2 separate regions of the Zea mays genome follow, and region 1 is linked to region 2. A link is a contact called in public Hi-C data. All regions are on one chromosome and are shown on one strand. Each heading gives the region's core, a stretch centred on a gene start, on an enhancer-like site or on the middle of the called end of the contact. The rest is flanking DNA. Distances are from core to core; before and after follow the strand shown.

Evidence for each region. A called contact is a pair of places that touch in the nucleus more often than the background predicts.
Region 1: a contact with region 2 is called in a Hi-C map of ear, with 3 times the contacts expected there. The contact joins the promoter of LOC103650839 here to the promoter of LOC100279329 in region 2. A contact is called at or near these places in 2 of 25 Hi-C or Micro-C datasets (ear and tassel).

The regions. Positions count from the first base shown.
Region 1 is chr3:161,792,541-161,798,736 of Zm-B73-REFERENCE-NAM-5.0, reverse strand. LOC103650839 (40S ribosomal protein S7) reads left to right here and starts at 2,723. Exons shown (of 6, transcript XM_008676424.4): 1 at 2,723-2,787; 2 at 2,914-3,153; 3 at 3,287-3,360; 4 at 3,464-3,587; 5 at 4,148-4,330; 6 at 4,534-4,843. The coding sequence starts at 3,079. The coding sequence ends at 4,656. It also overlaps the pseudogene LOC115101001.
Region 2 is chr3:161,169,220-161,174,823 of Zm-B73-REFERENCE-NAM-5.0, reverse strand. LOC100279329 reads left to right here and starts at 3,848. Exons shown (of 14, transcript NR_176412.1): 1 at 3,848-4,209; 2 at 4,732-4,900; 3 at 4,996-5,128; 4 at 5,215-5,385; 5 at 5,578-5,604. It overlaps LOC100272251, which reads left to right. Exons shown (of 5, transcript NM_001146746.1): 5 at 2,218-2,835. The coding sequence ends at 2,307.

The sequences.
Region 1 (6,196 bases), core at 1,474-3,973, 630 kb before region 2:
TTCTTTTAATAAAATAGAAAATAGATAGGTAGATAAATAAAAACCTGTTCTGTCTCCTCTATATTTTTAGCAAGTTTTCTCTGTGCTGTCGCTCACTGGCCACTCCGTTTAATCCTAAGGCCCAGTACAAACGTGGGCCAAGGCCCATATAACTTCTGGGCCTTACGTTACAGTTACAGCTATGCAGTGCGTGCTCACTTGCACTTACATTTAGGAGCAATCATCAGCCAACAGTGGTTCACTTGTGTCACTGTCAGAACAAGAACAACCGAGATAAAGAAAAATATATGAAACGCCATCGCGAGTTCGTCAGACGAGATGGCCATCGCTTTCCTGCTGTTTAAACGTCACTTCCTCTCTCCTGCTGCTATAAAATATTATGCTGTGGATCCTATTAAATTTCAGGCTCGTATCTATCTATCTATCTATCTATCTATCTTGGCATACGTAGCAGATAAGGCTGACTCCAACAAGGTCCTCTAAAGGATCCTCTACCCTAAATATAGAGGACCAAACAGTAATCTATGCTCTCCAGCAGCTATAGATGTCCAAACGGGCTACCCAGCACGGATCTGGCCCGAACCCGTTTCGGCCCGGTACGAATAGGGCCGGGCCAGGCACGACCCGTTGATGCTTCGAGCCGGGTCGGGCTGGCCCACGTGCCTAGGGACATACCCAAACCCGGCACGCACAGGGAAAAATCGTGCCGGGCCGGCCCGTTGGCCCGGTGGACCTCAACGTACCGGGCCGGCCACTGGCTCGAACCAACAATAGAGCGGTATATAAATACATACATTTAACAGAATTAATCATATATATTAACATATTATTTACATATATTAAGACAACAAAATATTTATGTATGCATTTTATATTTATGTATGCATTTTATATATGTTTGGCCGCGTATTTAGTATTTATATATTATAAGAGAATTAAATGTATTTACATATTTAGTATTTACATAAATATGCGGGCCGACGTCGGGCCAACCCATTTATCGGGCCGGGCCGGGCCAAAGCACGCGGGCCACCGTATTTGCCCATACCCGGCCCACTAAACGGGCCGTGCCGGCCCGGGCACGTAACCGACCGTGCCGGGCCGTGTTTGGACCGGGCTAAATTCGTGTCGTGCCACGGGCTAAACGGGCGGCCCGCACTGTTTGGACATCTATACCAGCAGCGTCCTCTAAACGGTCCTCTAAATTTAGAGGACGCTGCTAAATTCTCTCTATATAGAGTTTCTCTAAATGGTCCTCTATCCATTTGAATACTTTAAATAACTGGTTTAACAAAACTAAAATATGTACACTATACTTGAGAGTATAACAAATACGTATGTAAAAAAATAAAATAAGAAATGTCTCTAATATATGTATTTGAGTATAGATGACGTGATTTAGAGGACGTTGTTGGAGAAGAAAGAGATATAGAGGATGAAAACTTTTAGAGAAGACTATAAAAGACGGATATAGAGGATAGATATAGAGGACGTTGCTGGAGACAGCCTAAGAATTGATTTCTTTTTCTATTACGGGTGATTGTTGGCCGTAGCGGACCTAGATTTTTTTTATATAATGTGCCATAATAGTTTTTTCGCGTAAAGAAGTTGAAACCTCAAGTCCTCAATGATATAAAAGGATTAGTGTTCTATGAAGCATGAGCAAGAGAAGAGACGCTAGCATATTTATATCCACATATTACCGTGAAAAATGATTTTGCAGTTCTCACGTTCAATTGTAACTACCAACTAAGCATGTGTGCTACAGACCCGCAGATAAATTTCAAATTTAGCTAAGGGTCTGTTCGATTCTTGGGGATTGGCCACCCGGAATTATTACTAGCCAGATTGCTTGTCTAATTTATATAAGGTTTGGTTAGCTGAACGATTCTGGGATGAATTCCGGCGCAAACGAACAGGCCCTAATGCATTTTGATCTGATCTTCGGAATTTCACCACATTATTCAATAGTAATAAGCTTTATACCACTCCTGCTATAATTGCACCTGTTGGCTCAACACACATTTAACCACGCAGAGACCACAATGACGCAGTAGCTTAGGAACCGTGAGTTGAGGAGTGCTCAACTGGAAGGCCAGTGTCGCGGGCGACGGCCCACTGGCCAGCGGGCAAGTGGGGCCATGGGGAGGCTGCCAGGCAGGGCCACCGGCCACACGGGAAACCGGGGTGACCTATTGCCTGACCGCTGGCTGTGGCCAACGCTAGGGCATGCAGCGGCGGCGAGCGCTAGGGCGGCGTCGGCGAGCACAGTGGCAGACCCAGGACAATTTTTTTACATGTAATCTCTATCTCTTCTCTACTACTAATTAAGTATCTATTGTAGGCATTCACAGCCAACCGTGGTGCACGTTCTGCCACATCCAGAGCGTCCAACCCGCATCCAACGCCCCTGCCGCATCCCACGTCTCTCCCGCACTCGTCCCTGCGCATCCGCTTCCCTGCCGCAGCCCCCGCGATCCCTTCCCACGCATGGCGTTCCTGCCGCAGCCCCGCTGCCCGCTCGAGGAACGATCACACGCAGACACGCTGAACGCTTCCGCGGTGTCACCACCTTCCGCCCTCCGCTGCCCGCTCGCCTCCGAGCCCGAAAGGCAAAACCTCCTCGCTCCTGCCCCCCTCCTCGCGGCGTCGGTCAAACCCTAGCACACCGTACGCGCAGGCCTGCCCGCCCGCTCCCATTCCCCACCCCCACCCATGGCGGCGCTCTCCGCGCCCCTCCGCGCCATCGCCGCCGGATCCCGCGTCGCCGCGTCCGACCCCGTCAAGGTACACACCCTCGTGCTTGGTTGATTGCAACGCCCTCATCCTCATCCCTGACGAAATGACCTATGATTCCTAGCACACTGCAGTGCCCCCACTGATGCGATTTGGCTGTCATGCTTGTACTTGTAGGTCTCGTGTGTGAGGAGCACTGGCTCAGCTCACTTCGGCTGCGCCTCCATCGATCTGCCCTCGCGTTCTATGGTTATCATCTCCCCTTGCGCTGGTTGCTGATCCGTGCTCTACTTATCGAATCTCCTCCTTGGCCGCAGGGTCCGGTGGCGAAGGGAAGGCAAGATGTACACCGCGAGGAAGAAGATCCAGAAGGAGAAGGGCCTTGAGCCCTCCGAGTTCGAGGACTCCGTTGCCCAGGTGAGCATAGCGCCAACCCACCTCCTCTCTCCTCCTTTTACTGCGTTTATTTTCCTTGAACTGCTGCTCTGTTTGTTTGTGGTTGCCAATGTGTCGGGGTTGTGATGTGCTTTTTGACTTGTTGTACCTGTAGGCTTTCTTTGATTTGGAGAATGGGAACCAGGAGCTCAAGAGCGACCTCAAGGACCTGTACATCAACAATGCTATGTATGCATAACGTTTCTTTCTATCTTCTATCGCCTGTTGAGATGTAGTAGCATGTGGTGCATGGTTGTGACATTTGGTGAGGATGTTTGTTGTGACTTTGCAGCCAGATGGATGTTACCGGGAGCAGGAAGGCTGTTGTCATCCACGTCCCATACCGCCTGCGCAAGGCCTTTAGGAAGATCCATGTCAGACTCGTCAGGGAGCTGGAGAAGAAATTCAGCGGCAAGGTGATTTTCTCTTTTTTGTTTTTTCTACTGTTGTTCGTGGTTTAGGTTTATATGCTGATTGTAGCTACTACATAAACCTGAACGGGGTAATGCATTTAGTGGGCATGAGATTACATAGATTTATGCAACTTATGTTGATTATCATGATTAGGAGATGTAGCATCAAAGTTTCCATTCTATTGTAATTCTATTACACTAGCGTAAAATTGGTTGTCATGAACATGTCACGATTGATTGTCAATATCCATTTGATTCATCACTTTTTTGGATTTTCAGAAACTTCTGACCCCACATTACCAATTGTAGTTTTCATACATGTTATTGTTAGGCATGCCTACTTGTACTACATATGCTGCTTCTTTTTGTTTTGTTAGTGCTTAGTGTCTGTGTGATATAGATATGTCTTTTGTCATAATATGCATCTTGTTATGAGTCTGGTTCTTATGGTGATTTTTGTACCCAGCATATGTTTAGAATTTTTTGGCTGAACAGTCTTGTTTGGTATATAATATTAGAGTCAAGTTTGCAAGAATGCTTATCATGCGTTTTACCTGGCACAGGATGTGGTAATTGTTGCTACAAGGAGGATCGTGAGGCCACCCAAGAAGGGTTCAGCTGTTGTGCGCCCTCGCACCAGGACTCTCACTGCTGTTCACGATGGCATCTTGGAGGATGTTGTCTACCCAGCCGAGATTGTGGGGAAGCGTGTCAGATACCGTCTGGATGGTTCCAAGATTATCAAGGTAGATGCTTCCATCCTCCCTTCATGTCCTACTGAGGAACTGAAGGATGCCACTGGCATCTCTACTGAACTGTATTCACTTGTATAAAAACATCTAAAATTTTGCCTTGACTTTTGTTACCTAGAATTGCTTGGATACATTTATGGTTTCATGGCTAACATCATGCAGCAAGTTACTTAACCTTTTCTTGTAATGTCATTCAGATTTTCTTGGACCCAAAGGAGAGGAACAACACCGAATACAAGCTGGAGACCTGCACTGCAGTCTACCGCAGGCTGTGTGGGAAAGATGTGGTCTTTGAGTACCCTATGACCGAAAATGCATAAATATGATGCCCTTTGGATATCTCCTCTATTTCGTTGATTCTGGATGTTATGTTGGGTCTCCTTATGTACTTCAAAAACCATAGTTTTGATGCTAAAGTTGTTGCCTAGGAATTTGGTACTGGGAAGTGGCAGTGGACGTGAACAATGTTAAGTTTTGAGCATTTAAATTAAACCTTCGCCCTGATAACTTGTTGCGAGTTATTTAATTTCTTGCTGTGTTCGATGCCTGTCAGTCTGTTAGACTGATTATTTTATTTGGCATAGCTTGAAGGAGTGCAATCAACAGTCAACTACAGTTGTCGCAGTTGTAACCTGGATTTTTCTTGTTCATTTAATGTCAAATATTACTTACGTTTGAATTTTAGTTGAAGAAATTTCCCCTATCAGGAAACTTAGTTGTGTTGCAATGTCATTATTTATTACAATTTGCAACTTTATAATCAGCAAATTAGTTATACCTCTTAAATAGCTATTAGTTAGCTGCTCTGATCCATATAAAATCAATTACAACCTCATTGGCATTGCTTTAATACAATCTATATTAATTCCACTTGTTCTGATTTTGTTTTGTTCAGTTAACTCCAATAATTCTTGTGTATTTTAATGTTTCATAGGTTTTTGGCATGTCATCCCTCCTCATATTTTCACCTCAAGAACTTGACTATCTAATATGTGGCCAACAAGAAATTTGGGAGGTAATGTTATGCACTCTTTATCTACGTTATTATATGTAAAATTGTGGCACTAAATAAACCTTGGAATCTGTAGTCTAGAATACCTGGTGCAGTTACATGGATGTTAGGATATAAGATTGCTATAGTTTTATCCAAGGTGATTTTGTACTTAGATTTTATAGCGAATCCAAGTTACATGTAGAAGATAATACAAGGGAACCCTAAACACCTTTCTTAGTTAATAGGAGTGGATGATCACAATGTCCTACTCTAGCACGGTGACGGGGGCATCACAATGTCCTACTCTAGCGCGCAGCTCGCAGAGGGCATGTGGCCACAGTTCACTAGCCGTTGAAGAACGTGAGTTCACGGTTGCCTTGACCGGTCGGGGCATGTGGCTCATGGAGGCGCAGGCTACGTGGATCGTCAGGGAGCAGGCCGCTCTTTATGAGGGAAAAGTTTGGTAGGAAGGCTTCCGTAGTTTATCAACTAAGGGAAAATAATTATCCGTATTTGATATGTGATTCTTTGACTTTTTGATTTGATGTCAATCTAATTATAACTGTTGTGATAACTATTGACATATTTTTCTTTTTCCAATTGCAGCACTACTAATATTTTATGGCATGCAACATTAGCTGTCAATAACTGGTTCACTTGTCTTTGTTCCTTTGATACTCGTACCTGCAATGGGTGGTTCTGATGTATGAAGCTTTCCTTCTTTTCTTAATTGCACTTATTTACACTGAAAACCACCTTCAAATGATGAATTCATTTAATGTGGCAGGAGGATACCGCAACAGTCATCTCCACCATGTTATTAGTCTCTGGTCTTACTACAATACTACATACTTTTTTGGGTTCTC
Region 2 (5,604 bases), core at 2,599-5,098:
TTGAACAATGATATTAGCTGCTAGGTGTCAACCAGTCAACCAGAGAGTATATGGTGTCATATTTTCAAAGACGTCGTTAATAATATGAGACAACAGAAGTGGCATCGTCCTAGTACTGCTCTAGTATTATGTGAAAGAAGGATATCCAGTGAGGTGAGCAACGTCCCGACCCCAGCCCCCGCATCGTCCTCCGCTCGAGCGACACAGGTTGCCCCTAAACTCTAAACCCTAGCGCTGCCACCCCCTCCGCCTCCCTCCACCCCCTCGCAGTCGCTGGAGGAGTCCGCCGTAGGCCAGCACGGGCCCCAAGGATGGCGGCACGAAAAGTTCTTCTTTCGATTGGTCTCCCTATGCTTTAGATTTGAAAGGGTTTGCTGTGCAGCTTAGTCGCGACGCGGCGGCAGGTAGGCGGGCGTGTGCCGTGGTGGCGTCTAGGTGGACAAGGTCCCACACGCGGGCGTGGCGTTGTGTGTGCGGGAAGCGTGGCTCGGCCACGTCTTGGCGCTCCGCAAGCTCAGCCACGGCCTCCAGGACGGCTTCAGCGTTGGCTTCCTGCTCCACGTCGCCGTGGGCGAGCTCGTCTCCTCGCATTGCCAAAACAGGGAAGATGCTGTCGACCAATGACGTGCGAAGCTTGGAGGCCGAGAGGGGTTAGGGCGGCGGTGGCTGCGGTCTGGTCCTACGGCGGTGCTCCGAGGTTGGGTGGCTCGACGGCAGCCGAGAACGTGTCAGCTCGGGGCGACGGTGGGCTAGCAAAGTGGCCCCAGCGGCGCCGGCTGTGGTGCGCGCGCCAGCACCTCAGACCCGCCACGTCACGGCTGTTGCTATAAGGTTTGGCTAGCCGAGGGGTGCTGCACCAGGCGACTGCTGGCAACGAGTTGCGAGACACGCCCGACGACTGCTGGCTTAGGTGGCCGCATTTTCCAGGGTCGACGACAACTGCTAGCAACGACTCCGGCGCGTGGTAGTGTCGCACGTGGCATGGTGGTGCCCGGTTCCATCTGCCCAACTCGAGGGGTGGCAGCTGCCGCGGCAATCGGTGCGTCGATGCCCATCTGGAAGGTTTGTGCGGGTGTCGGGGCAACGACGACGACGGAGGTAGCTTGCTTTGACCTTGACTTGACGTTGTGTTGGGGGACTTCGTCAAGGCTTTCGACGCCGATGACGCTCGTGAGCGTCGCTTACCCACTTGAGAGCGTCGCATTCCTCAGCACTGTCTTCTATGGGTGAAAGCCTGTCATCTTGGACATGCGACGATGACGTCTGCAACGTCACTCCCTTCCTGAAGAGGTCGCTATTGAAGTTTTGTCCCGACCACGACATCGCTTTTCTGTAGATGCTTTCGCTTCTTAGCGTTTGGTATGCGGGTGGAGGTACGGTGTTGGAGCGTAAAGTCGAAGCTGCTACGTCAGGGGATGTGGCTCGTCAATGATGACGTGAGACGCCCCCTTCTTCGTGGAAGGATTGCTTCTGAGGTTAGGCATATGTTGGGAACGAGGCGGAAGATCAAGATTGAAAGTCCCGTTCGTGAAGAATCGGAGCTGCCTCACGTGTGGTGTCTCGAGGCTTGACAATGACGACGCTCCGCGGTCTTCCTCCATTTGTGTTAGTGTTTGGCTATAGACGTCGTCCAGTTTTCTTTGGTCCATTATGTTGAGCTCGACAACGATGACTCTGGATGAGTTTTATGTGTGAGGCTGCCATTGCTTGGGTAGTTTGTACACCTTGCGTAGGTTTTGGGTCCGATTTTACTTAAAACTGTGTCAATTCCATTCTTAATTAAGGGACAGCTAAAAAATATTATGTGAAAATCTAACATCAATGGCCGGAAGCCCTGTCAGAGCTCAACTCAGTTATGTAGCTCTACTCTTAAGTAGGACAAGATAACAAACGCCAAAAGTCATTCTTGTTATATTCTAATTGAGCTTTTTTGGTATGATTTCGACGGCAAGTGGATCGTGCTGCCTTACTATTCTAGAGTCAACCATTTGTAAGCTGGACACAGTAAACGTGCATACGAACCATGTCTCACAAAATGTTCTGTTTGTATATCCTGAAGCTTGAAAGGAACACCGTTCATCAGAATGGAACTCGTCAGTCATCTCAGAAAAAAAAAGAGATTATTGCTCACTATGAATCATTTTTTACGAAATTGGTAAATGCAGCTATGTATTCCTCGCATGTTAGTCTGAAGTTCTCTATTATGATGAAATGCAGATGTTGGCAAAAGAAAACAATGGTGGTGCCGGTGCAAGTACAAGCAGCCAGATGTTGCTTTACTCGGCAGAGCGTGCAACCGACAAATGAAACGGGGCGTGCATCTGTTGCTAACGGGGCGGTGCCGGTGCCGCATACTATTGTTGTGTAGCTGAGGTTTGTCAAGGTGGCTGCTGGCAAGGTTAGCCGAGGAAGTGGAGTTCAATAACAGGATGCGGAAACTGTGCCGCTCCTTGCCGAACTTAAGCCCCGTTACGTTGTCGCACAAAGTTTATTTCCTAGCACTGTGCTTGCTGCTTATGTTTGTTTGGATGTGCCAACCTGCAGTGACCCTCGTGGAGCCTGGGTCTCACGCTCCTCTTACCTAGTGTGATGTGCAGAAAAAGTGTGATGCTGTAAAATTATGTGATTGCCTAGCAGATGTCAAATTTTCAATCAGTAGCTAACTCCTTTTAATGGTACAGGCTTGCATGATTTCATCTGCAAAAAAGAGAGGGCGGGTTGGGTGTCAAATCTAGCCGGATGTTTTCGCAAGTTTGTGATAAAAATTGTGCTGTACACTTGTGTTTATGCAGTTGCCCTAGGCGTCAGTGGGCTGAAAGGTAATATCTGTGAATTATATACTGTGTGCTGAAAGCAGTTGTCATAATAATGATACGAAAACAAAATCTTATGTCGTTAACCTATATAATTTTTTTTAAAAAAAATTGCCGATCAAATCGAAATATTTGATATAATAAAACATAATACTACTAGATGGAGGAAAGTTAGACTGACCGAGTATGGAGGAAGTATCTAAGGGGGTGTTTGGTTTCTAGGGACTAATGTTTAGTCCCTTCATTTTGTTCCATTTTAGTATATAAATTGACAAATATAGAAACTACAATAGAGTTTTAGTTTCTATATTTGATAATTTTGTAACTAAAGTGGAATAAAATGTAGGGACTAAAAATTAGTCCCTACAAACCAAACACCCTTTAAGAATGCGTGGCGGAAGTAACAGAAGAATGAAGGAGCGACGACCTAGCCATCCATCCGCCGCCGGCGACGGCGTACCTGGTCGAACTGGCGTGGTCGAGACGGAGAGAGGACCCCAAGCCGCCCGCTCTCGTAGCATTTGCATTGCACGCGAGCTGAGGCATTGTCTCCCGGCGGCCGGCGCCAGGTGTTCGGCCTTCTGGTGCACGGCCACCAGCGCTCGCCGCCCGGCAGCGGTATATATACTGCCCGGCGGCGTCCCCGGCCCCTCACCTCAGGGAAGCGGCGCGGCGCGGTGGTCAGTCCCGTGTCCCGTCCCGCGGGCGACACATCACCACCGCCATGCGTCTAAACAGTCGTGTCGACGCGGGATTGCGCGGGTCGGCCGCCCGACGGGTGGCGTGGGCCGCGTCGACACGGTTGGATTTCGATCGGAGGCCCGGAGCTGCTCTCTCTGCAGTCTGCTATGGTCCCCACATCCGCATCGCACGCCTCGCGGCATTATCCAGCCCCAGCCGTCAGCCACTCAGCCGCCTCTCGTCGACACGAATGCGCAAAGCAAACACCACGCGGGCCAGGCCAGGCGCGCACGCACGGGACGGGGGCATCCGAACACCACCACCCAGCACCCACCAGCTCGGCGAAAAAAAAGAAGGAAAATTTTAGATACCCTGCCGCACGCCGCGACCTTCGGCCCCGTCTCCGGTCTCCGCCTTCCCCCACCTATTGGGGAGCGCTCCTGATTCGCGGGAGCCAGCGGGCGAGACAAAGAGAATCCCCCGCTCCTGCGCCGCCGCGGATCAGCGCCGTCGCCGATCGGAGGCTCTCGCTTCCCCCGGCGGGCGGCGCGCGCCGGGAGATGGACGGCGGCGCGGGCGCGGGCGCCGGCCGGAGGAACGTCTCATCGTCCTCCGGATCCAGGAGGAGGGTCCTGCCCGCCGAGAACGGGCACGGCCATGACGCCCCGCCGCCCTCCAGGCGGTCCTCCGTCTCCCTCTCCCGCGGCCACTCCACGTACGTGATCCGCCGCACCCGCCTTGCTCTGCCCTTGTTATGCGTAGCGTAGACCGTGCTCCGTACCTACCGTCTCTGTGGCATGGACGCATGGTGTCTTCGGATCAAGGCTTCAAGCGTCGCGTCGCGTGTCAACCTGGAGTAGCTTCCGTGTGCCTCGCTTTGTTTGTAGCTGGGAGCTTCCATAGCCTAGATTTGACACCTCCCCCGGTTTGTGGAATCGATGGATGTTACGCACTTTTTAGTCTAACAATACCAAGTACGGGCCGTTTTTCAGTTACAACAGACAAGTGCTGAATCCCATTCAACTCTTACAACCATGCCGTACCACATACGCATGACTCCGGCTGTGGAATTTCGCGTGTAACGTAAACCACACACGTTTCACTAACACAAGCAAGATTGCAACACGACATTGATTGCTGTCAAGCCATGATTATATTGCCATGCCTGCTCTATCAAATGGACAAGACCAAAATCTTCACAGCTGAAAAAAAACGTACCTCGTGTGATTCTTTCCAGGTCACTGACCGGCGAGAGGACCGTGAAAAGGCTGAGGCTGTCCAAGGCGCTGACGATACCGGATCACACAACCGTGCACGAGGCTTGTCGGAGGATGGCGTCACGCAGGGTTGACGCCGTGCTGCTGACTGACTCCAACGCTTTGCTCTGTGGGATCCTCACCGACAAGGTGAGGGGATGTTCCTTCGCTTTTTTTTTCGTGTCAGTGCCGCCTTAGATGTTCCCATTTCTCACTGTATGCTGTATTTTGGGAACGCTGGTCAGGACATAACCACAAGGGTGATTGCTCGTGAGTTGAAGATGGAAGAGACACCGGTCTCCAAGGTCATGACCCGAAACCCTGTATTTGTTCTCGCGGACACGCTTGCAGTCGAGGCGTTGCAAAAGATGGTGCAAGGTCTGTGAATGCTCCCACGGTTTCTGTGCGCCTCACCTATATTCATCTTTTAATGTTCCCTGATGAAACGTATCCTTCGGTTCCAGGTAAGTTCAGGCATCTGCCTGTCGTGGAGAATGGCGAGGTCATTGCAATTCTGGACATAGCCAAGTGCCTATATGATGCTATTGCACGGATGGAAAGGGCGGCGGAGAAAGGAAAAGCAATTGCCGCTGCCGTCGAGGGCGTTGAAAAGCATTGGGGAGCAGCTGTGCCTGGTCTGTACTTGACATATTCCCTACCTCTTCTCATCTTTATTCTACATTTGGAAATGAAATTATGCATCCAACTTCATTCTACTACCCTTCACCTTTATGTTTCACATGTATATTATAAACTTTATGTATGAAAGTTTGCTCTCATGGCTTTTCTAGTGTGCTCCTTTAATCTTCTCTCTGTTTATTTTGCAGGTCCTAACAATTTTATTGAGACGCTTC